2 separate regions of the Mus musculus genome follow, and region 2 is linked to region 1. The links are chromatin contacts, called in public promoter capture Hi-C maps. All regions are on one chromosome and are shown on one strand. The core of a region is the stretch at or near the end of the contact, and the rest is flanking DNA. Distances in the headings are between cores, read along the strand shown.

Region 1 (7,847 bases), core at 2,023-4,522:
AGGAACTTTTTATTTGGGGAGAACTCAGAAACGTAATGGAGGAGATGAGACACAGATACAAGTAAAAACCATCTACAAAGGCACATGCGACTGTCCCCGCCATCCCAGTCTGCTTTAGTTAGCCCTCGTCTTGGGCGCAGATTGCAGCAGCATTTGAACTAAACTACTTTGGGCTTCCCTGCTTCTCTGATCCCTCCTCTAAAAGCTGCCAGAAGTAAATCTCTAAACTGCAAGTCTGATCACGGAATGTCTCTGCTTAAAGTACTTCAGTACCAGCCTAGCCCCTCCAGTCCAGTCTCCCAACCCAGGTACAGAAGGCTCTGCAGGAACTGGTTCCCAGCACCATTTTGGCAACCATTTCACTCCCCCTTGCCAAGTCAGTTACCCCAGACAGGACGCTTGCTCCACACCTCAGCTTCTCAACATGCTGTACTCTTTGCATGGAAAGCCCCTGGTTTCTGTCATCCTATTAAATTTTTCATTCACCTTTCATCTTTTTCCTACTTTTCAGACGAAATGCTCCGCCTGCCTCTCTGTCCCGGTGGATCCTTCTGTCCTTCTATTTTTTTTTTTTTTTTTAGTAGTCCATAGCATTTGAGAACAACTCAAACTCATAGCTCCACTGAGGGAAGATGCTGTTTTCTCCATCTTGGTATAACATGATGTCTGTGTAATTGCTAGGTTTCTAAAGCTGAAGTGAGCTAAATAGATAGAAGTGACCACTGACACCACAGGAAAATACCAAACAGTAGGATGCTATAGTCATGATTAGAGAGACTGCAAACAAACAAAGAGCCATACATCAAGCACTTACTCTATCTCAGGAACTTGCTGAGTCTTTCAAAACACTCATTTCTTTTATTCTTTCCAACCACTTAGTCAGCTGGTCATTAGCACAAACACTTTAAGATGAGAAACTTAGGTCAATTTAAAAACCCATCCAAGGGGGCTGGTGAGATGGCTCAGTGGGTAAGAGCACCCGACTGCTCTTCCGAAGGTCCAGAGTTCAAATCCCGGCAACCACATGGTGGCTCACAACCATCCGCAACAAGATCTGACTCCCTCTTCTGGAGTTGTCTGAAGACAGCTACAGTGTACTTACATATATTAGTAAATAAATCTTAAAAAAAAAAAACCCATCCAAGAGCAACACAGAGAGAAAAAAAAAAAGACAGAGCTGATCTGCATCTGACATCAAAGCCTTGTACTCAATTCTAGTGAAGCTGATAATGAGGAGTAGGGACTGTGTTCCTATTGGCTGGGAAATGGAGGGGGGACATATCTACCAACGTTTGAAAATATGCAGTAGTTTCTGAAAAATAATGTCACCATGTTTTATTACCTTACAAACAGTAAATCAGGAAAGTCTTTCTGAAGACAGAAAAGAAATTACAGGGGGTTGGAAGATGAATCCGGTCTAGGCTGACCTAGAACCATGTAGCTGAAAACCTTAAACTGAATCAAGCTTTTGATTCAAGGACTGGGAGTACAGATGTGTGTCACCACAAGCCAACTTAAAAGGATATTATTCAAATATAAGAGGCTGTTAGCACTAGTTAGGGAGTTAGAACATTCCAGAGTAGCCCCAGGAACATATCCTTACGTGAAAAGAACAGTGATAGAATGGATTAAACACGAGAGAGCTAAAATAATACAAAGGAAAATATCTGAGCCCTTTTCAAGCAAGTTTTTATGTGCAAATCAACTCACAAAGATTGTTAAAAGGTATTTATACTAAGTACTAAAAGCAAAATACCGAATGCTAATGGCGTCAACAATGGCTTAAGCTATTCCCCACCCCCAGCCCCAGGGAATGTGGGCTAAGGGTCTGGAATTTTTTTAACTCCGAAGAGTCCTCTGTTTAGCATGTCAATCAGGTTTGTATTCTGTTCTTAAAGCCTCTCTCCAGGTTAGCCAGCCTCAAATGGAAATTCTGATAGGGGCCTGTGGGGGTTCAGGGGATAAAAGCACTTGCTCTTTCAGCAAGCTGGATGACCCGAGTTTGATCCCAGAGACACCACAAAGGTGGAAGTTAGGAATCTATTCCCCAAAGTTGTCCTCTGAGCACTCACCTGGTCATGAGTGCGTGCTCAGCTCACACACACACACACACACAAATCTGGAACCAGAATTCTATCTTGGTAATTACTGAGGTTGCTTTGATTCCAGCAAGTCACTCTTGGTTCACCTTGGTTCTTTCAAGTCCTCTGAGGCTAAAACTTCAAGGCCTACAAACCACTTTCCAGACTTTTCTTTTTCGAGACAGGATCTAGCCTGGAACTGGCCATGTAGACCAGGCTGGCCGTAAGCTCATGATTTGGATCTGCCTGCTTCAAAAAGCATGCACCCCCACCCCCACCCCCCCACCTGGTTCCAGACTTTTCGTATAGCTCTTTCTTCTAGTCTTAATTTCTTCTTCTTATGGCCTTTTATTATTACTTGAATACCCACTCCCTTTCTAGTGTCTTTCAAAATACTATTTCTCTCTCCACTCAGTTCTTGGCTCTTGCATTTGTGCTACAGAGGTCACACGGGCTGAATGAGGTTCAACACTTCTCCGACTTTTGGTACAGCACCCTCACATTCAAACCACGTCCTCCGCCCCTCTCCGGGCCACCCAAAGATCTCAAACCAAAGCAGAGCACTGATAAGCCGGGGGCGTTTCACAACAGAGATAAACTGGAAATTCTTTGGCGCTCCGGCATCCTGAGAATGGCTCTGCATCATCTCATAACTTACTTCTTGTTCTCTTAACGCAAGGACAAGGCATAAAGAGAACACTCTACCCCACTTCAAGACCGACAACGACCCTGTCAATCCTTTATTCAAGCCCCATTCACACCACTCCGGAACACGGAATAGCTCTTACAGCAGTTCCTTGGGCAAAATATCTCTTGCCAGTTCGGAGTTTACAGAATGAACGGAAACGTCCTTCGGCCGACTAGGAAATGAAAGAGTTAAAGATCGACAACCTGATGGATTCTGGGGTTTTCCTCCCTCCACGCCACAAATTAAAACGACGAGGAAGGAAGAGTTTGCCCAATGTAAAGATGAAAACGGTTACCTTCAACTGCCAGACTTCTGCCCCAAACAATCATGGCTACCTAATCCCACACGAATGCCGCCTACCTAACTAAAAAGGTCTAGCCGAAGGTTTCACCACTGGTGCCGTCTCCTGCCCAATTCCAAAATGGCGCTGACTGGCCTCACTAAGAGTTTCGAGCTTCCCATGATCCTCACTGGCCTAAAGGTCAGGTGACGCAAGCCTCAGCCGGAAGTTAAGGAATAGGCGCTTCCAGCCCGCGGCGCTTGCGCAGAAGGCTCTAGACGCTGAGAGGTAGGAGGCACTTGGGATCGTCCGCAGGGTTTGGGACAGCTACAGAGGCCGCCACGGAGCCCGCCGGAGCCCCCGTTCCTGCTGGTGCTGCCGCCGCCCGAATCGGAACCGTCGGGCTGCAGCCGCCGGCAATGCCGCGAAGGAAGGTGAGAAATGGCAGAGAAGGGATGGCGGGTTTCTAAGGGGAGTCGATTGAGTAACGTGACGCGGTTGGCCACGCCTCGTCGTGCTTGGGTTCCAACTTTCTGGTCCCCCGAACCTAGCCTAGCTACTCTGTCTCCTCTCGGTACCAGACAGAAAAATGTGGGCCCGACCCTGGCCTCGGCCTATGCCTGTAACTATTCCCGCCCTCTGCTTGCCCGGATCGGAGGCGTTCTTGTTAATTGGTCGCGGAAATGTCTAGAAGCGTATTGATTGGATGGTGACGCCGCCTGTTTGGGCCCAACGGTCACCTCCCCGCGTGCGTGGGCGGTGTCTCGGTCTGGCCCCGGTGCTCTCCGACTGGCTGTGGCGAATGCTCTCCCTTCTCTTTATTGGCCCAGCTTTGCAGTCTGTTCTTGTGGCGGGTGCGGCTTAGCAAGGCCTGGATTGGGGCGACCAACGCCCCGCCCTTCCGGATAGAGATGGCGATAGGTGTTGTAAAGGCGAGTTGGGAAGACCACTTTCCTTTCCTGGTGGGGGGATTACAACAAAGCCGAGGATGGGTGGTTAGAAAGCCAGCGCCCACCCCCAAGGGATAGCTCGCAGGCCTGTTGCGTCTCAGTCACCGTCTTCCACCTATTTGTTCAGTTTGACATTTCCTGGTCAGTAAATGTTTGTTGAACTGTATGACATTTGCCCCATATGTTCAGTCGTAAAATGCAAAGAGCAGTGTTACGTGCTAGTTGCTAGGAATTCGAAAAGTATGCGTGATCACTGGCTTAAAGGGTTATCGCTGTTGAGAGAAGAACACAAAGAACCATAGTTCATACAGTCTCTGCTTGAAATTGTATACACTGTAAGAAAGCCGTTAACGTGGGAAATAAGTAAAGAGCTGATTTTCAGGGTTAAGCCAGGCAGAATTGATAGGTCATGGACGGGTGTCAGGGTCTTTGGCTGAGATGACCCTAAAGTTTGCCTTTTAGTGACATTCTGTGCCTCTATTTACTTGTGGTCAGATTTTTGAATGAAATATTTGGATGGATAGACGGTTGGTATTCATATTTCTGCAGAGATCACTCTTCATGGAAGCTTTCCAAGTTAAATATTTACATTAATGTCTCTTGCAATGACCAGAGTTGACAGGTAGTATTTTTTTAAAAGATTAATTTATGTATTTTATGTATGTGAGTACACTGTAGCTGTACAGATGGTTGTGAGCCTTCATGTGGTTGTTGGGAATTGAATTTTTAGGACCTCTGCTCACTCAGGCCCAAAGATTTATTTATTATTATACATGAGTACATTGTAGCTGAGTTTAGACGCACCAGAAGAGGGCACAGGTGTTTGTGAGCCACCATGTGGTTGCTGGGATTTGAACTCAGAACCCTCGGTAGAGCAGTCAGTGCTCTTAACCTGCTGAGCCATCTCATCAGCTCGACAGGTAGTATTTATATCCAGGCATACCAAATACAAGAGACAGACCTACTGGTTTGTTGGAATGATCTAGTCTCCTTTTAGCAGTTTCCAAATGTAAAAGTGGAGAATGTAAATTCTTCCTGGATGTTATGGTACAAGCCTTTAATTCCAGCACTTGGGAGGTGGATCTCTATAGTTTGAGGTACACATGGCTGATATGCTGGGGTGTCCTGACTCAAAAAGAAGAAGAAAATGTAAGTTCTTGCTGGGTATAGTGATACACACCTGTAGTTCTGGCATCCTGGAGGCTGAGGCAGGAGGCTCATCTTGAGCTTAAGGCAAACCTGGGTTATATAATAAATTCCAGGCCAGCCTGAGCTAAATAGCAAGAACCTATCTCAAAACCAACAAAACCCAAATGTAAATATGTTGGTAACTTGGTTGATGGCCAATCTGTCCTAATCTATCCTTAGGTTATTTAGTTTTTTTATATGCCTCATGTAGTGTGATACTAAATTTCTGTTTGCTAGAAAATATTAATGTTTTTAGTGTGGGTTGTTAATCACAGGATATATGTGTCCTCTGTAAGAATCTAGTAACTCCAAACATACTTGGCCCCAGGGAGCTTATTCTTTGAATAAAGCGTTGGGGCCTGGGACTAAGCTATAGCTCAGTGGGGTGTGGTTACTGCCGGGAAGCCCTGAGTTCAGTCCTTCGTCTGTCCCACTCCCTTTTCCTGCCAAAGATAGTAGGACTGAGTTTGAGGAGTTGTAGTGATTTCAGCAAGTACTCTTTGTCCAGCTTAGAAAAGAGCACGTGTCAGTGCTTACTAGGTAAAGTAATCTTCATGGCTCATCACCCTTCCAGAGGCCGAGAGTTATGGCTAGGGTGTGGCATGCGTTTTTCTGAGAACCTGACACGTGGGGCTGCAGGGATTGTTCAGCTGGTCAGAGTACTCATTGCTCTTGTAGAGGACTGGGTTCCAAGCACCTTGTTTCAAGCCTCACAACCGCTTATGACTCCAGTCCCAGGTGACTGGACAACCTCCCTTGACCTCCGAGGGCGTGTATGAGATCAATATACAGGCAAAACTTTCACACATACAGTAAAATAAATCTAATTTTTAAAAAGCCCGGTTTGAATACCTATTTAGTTTTTAGTATAAATTCCTTTCCAGCAGCACTTATAACATCCATGTGGAGAAACTTTGAGGACTGATGGTTAAGAAAATAATTTGTATCTTTTTTTTGGTTAATTTCTTTCAGTGGGTAAGAGCACCCGACTGCTCTTCCGAAGGTCCAGAGTTCAAATCCCAGCAACCACATGGTGGCTTACAACCATCCGTAACAAGATCTGACTCCCTCTTCTGGTGTGTCTGAAGACAGCTACAGTGTACTTACATATAATAATAAATAAATCTTAAAAAAAAAAAAAAGAGCTCCTAGAACTGGAGCTCCAGGTAGTTGTAAGCTGCCATGGATGTTGGGAATTGAACCCAGGTCCTCTGGAAGAGCAGCAAATGCTCTTAACCACCAAACCATCTCTCCAGCCCCAAGAACATACTTTGAAATGACCCCGGTCAGGGTTTCTCTGTAGCTCTGGCTGTCCTGGAACTCTGTTATGTAGACCAGGCTGCCCTGGACTCACAGAGATCTTCTTACTCCTAGGATTAATGGCATACACCACCATGCCCAGCTAATATAATTTTTATTATATTATAATATATAATATAATTTTTGTTGATGGAGAATTTGAATAAAATTTACCCCAAAGTTCAGTGAGGCCTAGCAATAACATTTTATATGCCATCTTGGACTTTTTCTTTTCCTTTTTTTTTTTTAAGGTTTAGTTGTACTATTTTAATTATCTGGATGTGTGTAGGGATGTGTGAGAACAGGTGCCTGCGGAGGCTGGAGGTATTTGGCTCCCTCTGGAGCGGGAGTTACAGACTTCAGTTGTGAACTACCAAGTGGGCAAGTGCTGGCAAATGAACTAGGGTCCTTTGCCGGAGCGGCCTGTGCTGTCAGCCACTGGACTGTGCTTTTTCTTTCGTTTGTCCTTTTTATTTTTTTCTTGACTAGCCAGACCATTTTGATTTGGGTGTTTTGTTGTTGGGTTGGGTGCTTTTATTTCCAATTTCTAGTGATTCAGTCCAGATTGTTTCAGAATTAGTGATAATACACGAAGAATTACTTCTCTTCTCGGTCTGCTGAGTACAGGTGGTTTGGTTGTAGGTCATTCCACTAGCATGTCTGAAAGGAAGGGCAGCGCCTCTGCACAGCAGGGAGGGGAAAGGCTGGCTGGTGGTGGAGTCCTTCCTTATGTTGGAACTTGGTACTTCAGCATCATGGTTCATTTTACTTCCAGTGCTAATAGAAAACTGTAGTAAATGCTTTTGTGCTAATGTCTGGATCTATGGTATTGCAGAGAAATGCAGGCAGTAGTTCAGATGGAACCGAAGATTCCGATTTTTCTACAGATCTCGAGCATACAGACAGTTCAGAGAGTGATGGCACCTCGCGCCGATCTGCCCGAGTCACCCGCTCCTCAGCCAGGCTAAGCCAGAGTTCCCAAGGTAAACATGTTTTCCTTTCCCCTGACTTCTTCACAGTGGACAGTGGTGTCATTCTGTTGTGCTGGTTCATAGGGATACTGCTCCTGAGCTTGATGGAGAGCAGTGGTTCTCAGCCCTCCTAACACTGCGACCCTTTAGTACAATTCTTCATGTTTTCGTGACCCCCCTCCTTTAAATTATTATTTTTTAAAGATTTATTGTGCGTACAGCACCTGTCTGTGTGTGTGCCTGCAGGCCAGAAGAGGGCGCTAGATCTCATTATCGATGGTTATGAGCCACCATGTGGGTGCTGAGACCTCTGGAAGAGCAGCTGTCTCTCCAGCCCCCCATTAAATAATCGTTGTTACTTCATAACCATAGCTTTACTAAGGTTATGCA
Region 2 (7,847 bases), core at 1,798-4,297, 1.7 Mb before region 1:
AGTTATAGCCATCAGCTTCTGCCGCTGGAAGTGCATGACTCGCCAGTGGCGGGTCACAGCCTTGGAGCCATGGCGCACAGTCTGGAGGGTGGGCAGCCAAGCTACAAGGGGAGATGGCAACATAAGACACAGCCCCTTGGAGGACCTCGCTTGTCTTCAACCGACACCTCCACCTCCACAGAGAAAGGCACGGTTCACAGAGTTAGGCATGGCACAAAAAAATTCTCTTCTCCTCTTAGTGGGTGACCTTAGCAGAGGCTCAATCCTCTCTCTAGGTTTTTGTTACTGTTGCTTTTTGTTTGTCTTTAGACAGGATCTCATACAGCCCAGGCTGGCTTGAACTCACTGCCCACTCCACCCGTGTGCTGCCTTTAGGACTGCAGGTCTATGTCACCATGCCTGCTTTAAGCCTGCTGGGGTAAATCCAGGGCCCCATGCGCGCTGGCAAGCACTTTACCAAGTGGACCACAGATCCAGTCCTCCTCCACAGGTCCTCCTTGTGTACAGCCCTAGAATTTTAAAAGTTTTTTTTTACAAGATGAAGTATTTTAAAAGTACAAGGGAGATGGAGAACCAGGACTAGCATGCACACTGTAATTCACTCAGGAGGCTAAGGCAGAATTGCCATTAGTAAGACAACAGTCCCAGGTACAAGACCACCTCAAAAAGCAAAGCAGAGCCTAAATTAATAATCAAAGCATATGAGGAGATGATTGAGAAAACGCTTTCCTTAAATGGCCAAATAATAAATATTTTAAGTTTGGGGGTTCATATAGTTTGTCAGTCAACCCTGCTAAAAGCAGCCATAAAAGCCTGGACGTGGCTGGAGCTGGAGAGATGGCTCTGTGGTTAAGTGCACTTTTTGACTGACAGAGAACCTGGGTTCACTTCTCAGCACCCACATGATGACTCACATCCACCTGTCTGTCACTTCAGTTCCAGAGGAGCTAAAGCCCTCTTTTGACACTTGCAGGCACCAGGCAGAAATGTAATATACCTTATATGTGCAATCAAAACACACAAAATAAATTAGTAATAATAATATCCTAGGTATGGTGGAACATGCATATAAATTAGCACTCAGAAAACAGGAGGGCTGCCCCACGTTTAAGGCCAGAGTAGTCTACACATTGAGTTCTATGCCAGTCAGTGCTACACTGTGGGATAGTATTCTTTAAAATGAAGAAACAAGCTGGGCATGGCAGTGCACATCTTCACTCGTAGGGCTTCGGCGATAGAGGCATCTCTCAGTTCCAGGCTCAGGCTGGCTGGGGGTACTAAGACATAAAAAATCAACTAACCAACCAGAAACCAGTGCAGCCACAAACAATATGTAAAGCAAAGAGACCGTGCTCCAGTAAAACTATTCATAAAACAGTCATCCGGGCTGGGACTGCAACTCAGAGGTACAGAACTGGTCTACCTGCCCAGCCCGAGGTTCCATCCCTAGCAAGCAAGAAAAACAGAGCAAATGAAAGAACACCACCATGACCAACCATGCCAGTCCTCACTCAAAGCAGCAGTTCTTGAAGCACAAAGACCTCCATCAAGACACCAACATCTGCTTTGTGTGGGAGTGCACATACTTTCCTGCCTGCCCTAAACCTATAAAATTTGAAACTCGGTGGTGGGGTCCAAAAAGTTGTATTTTAATAAACTCTTCCCGTGCTAATGATGGCTTCATCCCACGGCTCTGAGGCTCCTATGACTTGAAGCAAGTAGGGGGTAAAAACACAACAACCTCACAATTCGCCCAAAGGAGTCTTTCTTCAGGTCAGATGGTGAATACCTGAAATCCGAGTTCAAGATCAGCCTCACTAATGAGACCCTGACTCAAACTGCAAAACTAAGGCCTGCGAGACGACTAATCCAGTGCAATAAATGCACTTCCCACCAACTCTGACAACCTAAACACAACCCTTGGAATCCCCCTATGATGGAGAAAAGAAAAAGAGGCACGCAAGCTGCCTTCTGACCTTTTTGTGCCCAATAGCACAAAATGATGATAATAGGAAAAGCTTGGAAGGTCCCCTCTGCACCCAAGGACATTCTTCAAAGCTCTGAGCCAACGTGACTCTTTCAACCCTAACATAAAGACCAATAGCGTCGTTTTGTAGGGAAAAGATCAGCTAGAAGACTCCAGGTAATATAGAGGATTGCCAGGGTGAGAGGTTTTATGGTTAAGGGCCACAAGAGCTGTTACGAGTGCCTTTGGGATGAGATGGGGCTGGAGAGATGGCTCAGCGGTTAAGAGCACTGACTGCTCTTCCAGAGGTCCCGAGTTCAATTCCCAGCAACCGCATGGTGGCTCACAACCATCTGTAATGAGATTTGATGCCCTCTTCTGATGTGTCTGAAGACAGCAACAGTGTACTCACTTACAGAAAGTAAATACTTCTTTAAAAAATAAAAATAATGCCTTCCTCCCAAGGTGCCTTTGCTTTGAAGCAATGAGTACAATCCTACAGTATGGTGTCAAATTTACCCATTAAATGCCTGATGCCTATTAACAGCAGACACCACAGCTGAGATGGACACAGTGAAGTTTAACAGATCAGACGAGACACGTGCATAAACAAAACTAGACTGAATTGATAAAAGTAAATTTCACCAAAGAACCTGCTCTTTATGGAGAGAGGGTAGTTGAGAGAAGACTTGAATCTGTGTTTGGGCTAAGACCTTAAGAAGGAATACATAAATTTTCTGGAAAGGACTCTCCGGGACCAGGAGTAAGAACTGAGCGAAGGGTTAGAAAAATCCAAAGCGAGGTCCTGTGATTCCCGGCTTGGGGGGAGGGGCTGTGGAAGGGATGTCACCGGCAGGTAATGACCCAGTCAAATCAGAGATCCGGCTAGTGGCAGGGTCTCCTAGAGCTGTCGACGGTCAGAGATTACGGGAAAGGTCAGAAGGAAAGGAGGGTGGCGAGGGCTAGAGAGCGCCATCCTGCGTGCAGGGAGGCCCTGGGCCACTCCTTACCCGCCCGGGGCGGGAGACCTCCACGGAGGATCCCGGCCACCGCCGCAGCCATCGCTACAGGAAGTTCCCATGCGCGCTGCGCGGAGACGGAAGTAGCTAAGGATTGTGGGGCAGCAGTAAAAAAAAAAAAAAAAAAAAAAAAAAAACAAAAACCCGGGCCCGGAAATAGTGGGCGTGGCGCCTGATAGGGCCGCTATGCGCATGCGTGGAGCTGGGCCTCTTTCTCCTCTTCCCCCCCTCCCCCCGTTCCGTCAGACCTGGCGTCCAGTCTCCTAGCAACGACGCGAGACCTCAAGGAACGGTTCTTTCTATTCCTTCTGGTCCTTTCAGTTTAAGGCCAGTAAAGCCACGCTACACACCTCTAACTCCAGATCCTTCGTTCCCATTTACTCCTATTTTCCACCGCACCCCCAATAATTCTCAGAACCCCCTGCCCTTGTCTCCTCAGTCTTCCCTCCAACCTGGGTTCAACCAGCCCAACCGTCTAAGCTTCTCTGCTCGCCTTCGTCCATCTACCTGCCTCAAGCAGCCGCTGTTTATTTTAGATCATGCCAGGAGACGAGCAGGAAGGTGAGTTGACAGAACAGTTGGGCAACAGTGAGGTCGGTCGGGTTTCCAAAAAAAAAAAAAAAAAAAAAAAAAAATGAACCCAAGGCGACAAAAGGCTCATCTTTCCCCAGCTAAGAAAGCTGCCCAGAGAACCGAGGAAGGTGTCCACATTACTGAAGCCCTTATCACCAAGCGGAACCTGACCTTCCCTGGAGATGAAGACCTGTCAGAAAAGATGTGAGTGGACAGGAGAGAAAGGGGTGATAGAAGGCGGGAACAGTGACGTCCAGGTTGCTGAGCTGTACTGACTTTGAAACTTTCTCTCCTTACTTACTCCACTTACTAATCAGTATTACTTTCCGGTTGGTTTTTTTACTTTTTTTTTTGTTTTGTTTTGTTTTGTTTTTTTCGGGACAGGGTTTCTCTGTGTAGCCCTGGCTGTCCTGGAACTCACTCTGTAGACCAGGCTGTCCTGGAAATCAGTAATCCACCTGCCAATGCCTCACAAGTGCTGGGATTAAAGGCGTGCGCCACCACCACCCAGCGGTTTTTACTTCTTGAAGACGATTTTTTTCATACATCCTCAGCTGCCTTGGAGGTCACTACCTCACCTCTTAGCAAACTTCAAAATTCTCCGCCCAGTTCCCAGTCTGGCCTTCCCATACTGCTGTTACACCATTGATTGTTATAAATGATAAATCTAATTACTCCCTGGTAGAAACTTCCTCAACAACCTACTACAGCCAGAGTAAAATCCAAATAGCATTAACCAACCTTATTTACAGCTACATTCTGCAAGTGTGCAATTCCTCATACCATGTTCTTTTTTTCTTTTCTTTCTTTTCTTTCTTTTTTTTTTCTTTGGTTGTTTTTTGTTTTTGTTTTTTTTCCGAGACAGGGTTTCTCTGTGTATCCCTGGCTGTCCTGGAACTCACTTTGTAGACCAGGCTGGCCTCGAACTCAGAAATCCGCCTGCCTCTGCCTCCCGAGTGCTGGGATTAAAGGCATGCACCACCATGCCCGGCTTCTTTTTTTTTTTTTAACATTCTTTTTTTTTATTATGTGTACAATTCATTCCAGCCTCCATGTCAGAAGAGGGCACTAGATCCCATCAAAGATAGTTATGAGCCACCATGTGGTTGCTGAGAATTGAACTCAGGACCTCTGGAAGAGCAGCCAGTGATGCTCTCAGCCTCTGAGCCCTCTCTCCAGCACTCATACCATGCATAGTCTTGCTTGGCATCGCCTGAGAGCTTGCCTTGTTAGAAATGAATTTCCACTGGGGATATAGCTCACTGGACACAACCACATAACCTAACTAACACACGCTAACAACCACAATAACCTGGCTGTGGTATAATCCTGGCCCTCAAGAGGTCGTGGCAGGAAGATCTGAAGTTCAAGCTCATTCCCCACCGCTACACAGAAAGTCTGAGGCCACCCAGGGTTACACGAAGCTCTTTGCCTTTACCAGAAAGAAAGAAGGACACCCGCTCAAACCTACTGAATTAGAATCCACATCTTACAGTACCCAAAGGATTCGCAGGCATATGCAAATTCAAGACAAGCTGGATTAGCACATGCATGCACGGCATTGTCCCCCTCCCCCTTCCGCCTCTCACTGCCTATGCATTGGTCACCTCTTCTAGGACGTTCCTGACGCCCCCAGTGTGGAGTTGGTACATGGTCCATGTACCCACTTTTGTGCCTCTGGCATCCACCTGTCATAGTTATCTTGTTGGACTCCCTAATAACGATGGCCGAGGGCCTACGTCATTTTTCCCGAGGACACTCAGTAAATTTGGAAATAATGAGCATAAGGATAGAACAAGTGATTTCTTTCCATAGCCATTAGAAAGGGAGAAAGGTTCTGCCAGGAGACATGAGTCTTTCTGCATCTATCCTCACCCCAGCCTTGCCGCCACCATCCTAGGAAAGCTGCTCTTGTTCCGAATCTCCAGGAAGCATGGACAGCCACCTAGCAGCTTTCCAGAAGGCCCCTGTCAGCTTGTGCTTGGCTTTCTCCGCGCCACCACTGGAGAGCCACGTGTCTGAGACCAGCCAGTCTCATGACTTAGACTGGTGTCACGAAGCTGTCCTTGACATCTCAAAGCCACTCAGCCCTTACCCTCTTCCTTTCCTTGAGTGAGACACGTCTCCTCTTCCCTCCCTCCCATCATCTATTGAAGACCACAGGTGTGAACCCTGTTTACTCTCCTCTAGGTTTCACACTCTCGGTGAACTGGAGACTGTCCGCCTGGACGGGGAAGGGATTACTTGTATCGGGAATTTAGAGAAACTCCGGAATATTCACAGCCTCTACCTGCAATCGGTAAAGTCTCCCCCACCCCCAGCACACGCGCACACGCACACACACTCATGCTTCCTGTCCTTTCCCTGCTGTGAACCTAGTTTGTCTAATCTGAAAACAGCTGAACAGCTCATCCTTGCGTTTCTGGTGTTTTGGCCAGGAGAACATTCCCAAGTGGATCAGGAATTCTCCTGAATTGAAACACTAATTTCTGGCTGGGTGTTGGTGGCACACACATTTAATTTCAACACTTTGGAGGCAGAGGCAAGGCAGATCTCTGTGAGTTCCAGGACAGTCAGGACAACACAGAGACACCCTGTCTTGAAAACACAAAGCAAAACAAACAAACCAGCATAAAGACTGATTTCCTACCCCACCTTACCAAGAGCTCCGAGCTTTAGAATCACTATGTTCGGACACTTCTCTTGGTCTAGATTCCAGGCCTTCTAGACTGTCGAAGATCCTCTCAGGCTCAAGCCTGTTCCCATTGGGGGGGGGGGTGGCATATGCCTGTCACCCCAGTCCTTGAGCACTGAAGACTGACAAGATCGAGGCTACCTAAGTTACATAGGAAGTCCCAGTCTGCCACACAGAACTCTTAAAATAAATATAGATCCAAGTGTGGGGGCGCATGCTTCTGGTCCCATCACTTGGGAAGCAGAGGTAGGCAAATCTCTGAGTTGGAGGCCAGCCTGTTCTATAATTTCCAGGCCAGCCAAGGCCAAATTAAGTGACTGTCTATAAACAAACAAACAGCCTGGCAGTGGTGGCGCACGCCTTTAATCCCAAGCACCTGGGAGGTAGAGGCAGGCGATTTCTGAGTTTGAGGCCAGCCTGGTCACAGAGTGAGTTCCAGGACAGCCAGGGCTACACAGAGAAACCCTGCCTCGAAAAACCAACCAGCCAACAAACAAATAAAGGGCTGGCAAGATGGCTCAGCACATAAAAGGGCTTGCTGCCAAGCCTGTAACTTAAGTTCAATCCCAAGTCCCACATAGTAGGAGAGAACTGACTATCAATTTGTTTGTTTTCTGACCTCCACGCAGATGTGCTCTCGCACCACACACACACACACACACACACACACACACACACACACACATATACAATGTCATTAAAAATGTTTAAACAAGTACCCAGTTACCATTTTGATACTGCCTACATCCTTCAGATCTCTCTCTCTCTCCTCTCTGATCTTGCCTGAGTTTACTTGTAAAAACAGCAAAGGACACTGGTCATCTGCAAATAATGTGTGGGAAGGTGTGTCACAGCAGTCCGTCTGTCTTCACACTGGCAGGAGCCTTTTCCATGGGGCCTTCAGAAGGGCCTGGGTACCTTTGGGGGCCTGAGCACCTTTGGGAGCCAGGGCTGCAGCTGAAGCCTGGGCCTTAGCTGGAGCTTTGGCCCCTGCCTCTATTTGAACCTTAGGCTTCGGTTGGCAGAGCCTCTGACCCTTGGCCATGTAGCTTCGAATCCGCTTCCCAAGCTTAGGGTGAGCGATGAAAGCCAGCCGCTTGAGTTTGGGGCCTTTTGGCATCTTGGCCTTGATGGCCTAAGGCTTCACCAGGGCCTTGATGGCCTCTGCACATGCACTCACTGCCTTTGCATTGTTGGCCTGCATCTTCTTCAGGCCTTTCTTCTTGTGCTTCTTGGCAAAACGCATGTTCCTCAGGAACTTGGGGTCAACCCCCTTAAGAGATTCGTATCTTTGCGACCGGGGTTTCTTGATGCCATTTCTGTGCCATTTGCCGGACTGGTTGTGTGTGGTGTGGTTCTTGGACTTGGCTGTGTCTGCACGGTAGAACCTGTGGCTCCGGAAGTGCTTGGGGCCCTTCAGATCCTTTGGAGGCTGTGCCGTGGTGGTTGGGTGATCTTCAGCCTTTCCTAGGGTGAATATAGCCAGAGCGCTTAAACTTCTCCTATAAAAGTCTTGTGAGCCAACTAGTACACAATCATTGTTCCTTCTGGGTTTGCAGACCCCTAGGAGGCCTTTTCCATTTCCCTAGGGCCC

The links. Promoter capture Hi-C pulls out the DNA fragments that hold promoters and counts their contacts.
Region 2: a promoter capture Hi-C map of liver shows a contact between it and region 1, with 2.8 times the contacts expected there. The contact joins the promoter of Mrpl10 here to the promoter of Kat7 in region 1. A contact is called at or near these places in 3 of 39 promoter capture datasets (hippocampal neurons, liver and pre-B cells), 1 of 484 Hi-C or Micro-C datasets (B cells), 1 of 115 datasets of contacts at active chromatin or transcription factors (astrocytes) and 1 of 9 other capture datasets (liver).

Annotation. Positions count from the first base shown.
Region 1 is chr11:95,305,671-95,313,517 of GRCm38.p6, reverse strand. Kat7 (K(lysine) acetyltransferase 7) reads left to right here and starts at 3,272. Exons shown (of 15, transcript NM_001195003.1): 1 at 3,272-3,483; 2 at 7,322-7,469. The coding sequence starts at 3,469. Gm11520 (predicted gene 11520) reads right to left here and starts at 3,102. Exons shown (of 3, transcript NR_155298.1): 1 at 3,065-3,102.
Region 2 is chr11:97,036,782-97,044,628 of GRCm38.p6, reverse strand. It overlaps Mrpl10 (mitochondrial ribosomal protein L10), which reads right to left and starts at 3,047. Exons shown (of 5, transcript NM_026154.3): 1 at 2,977-3,047; 2 at 1-101. The coding sequence starts at 3,028. It overlaps Lrrc46 (leucine rich repeat containing 46), which reads left to right and starts at 3,260. Exons shown (of 8, transcript NM_027026.2): 1 at 3,260-3,546; 2 at 3,657-3,762; 3 at 5,749-5,857. The coding sequence starts at 3,525. It also overlaps the pseudogene Gm11533.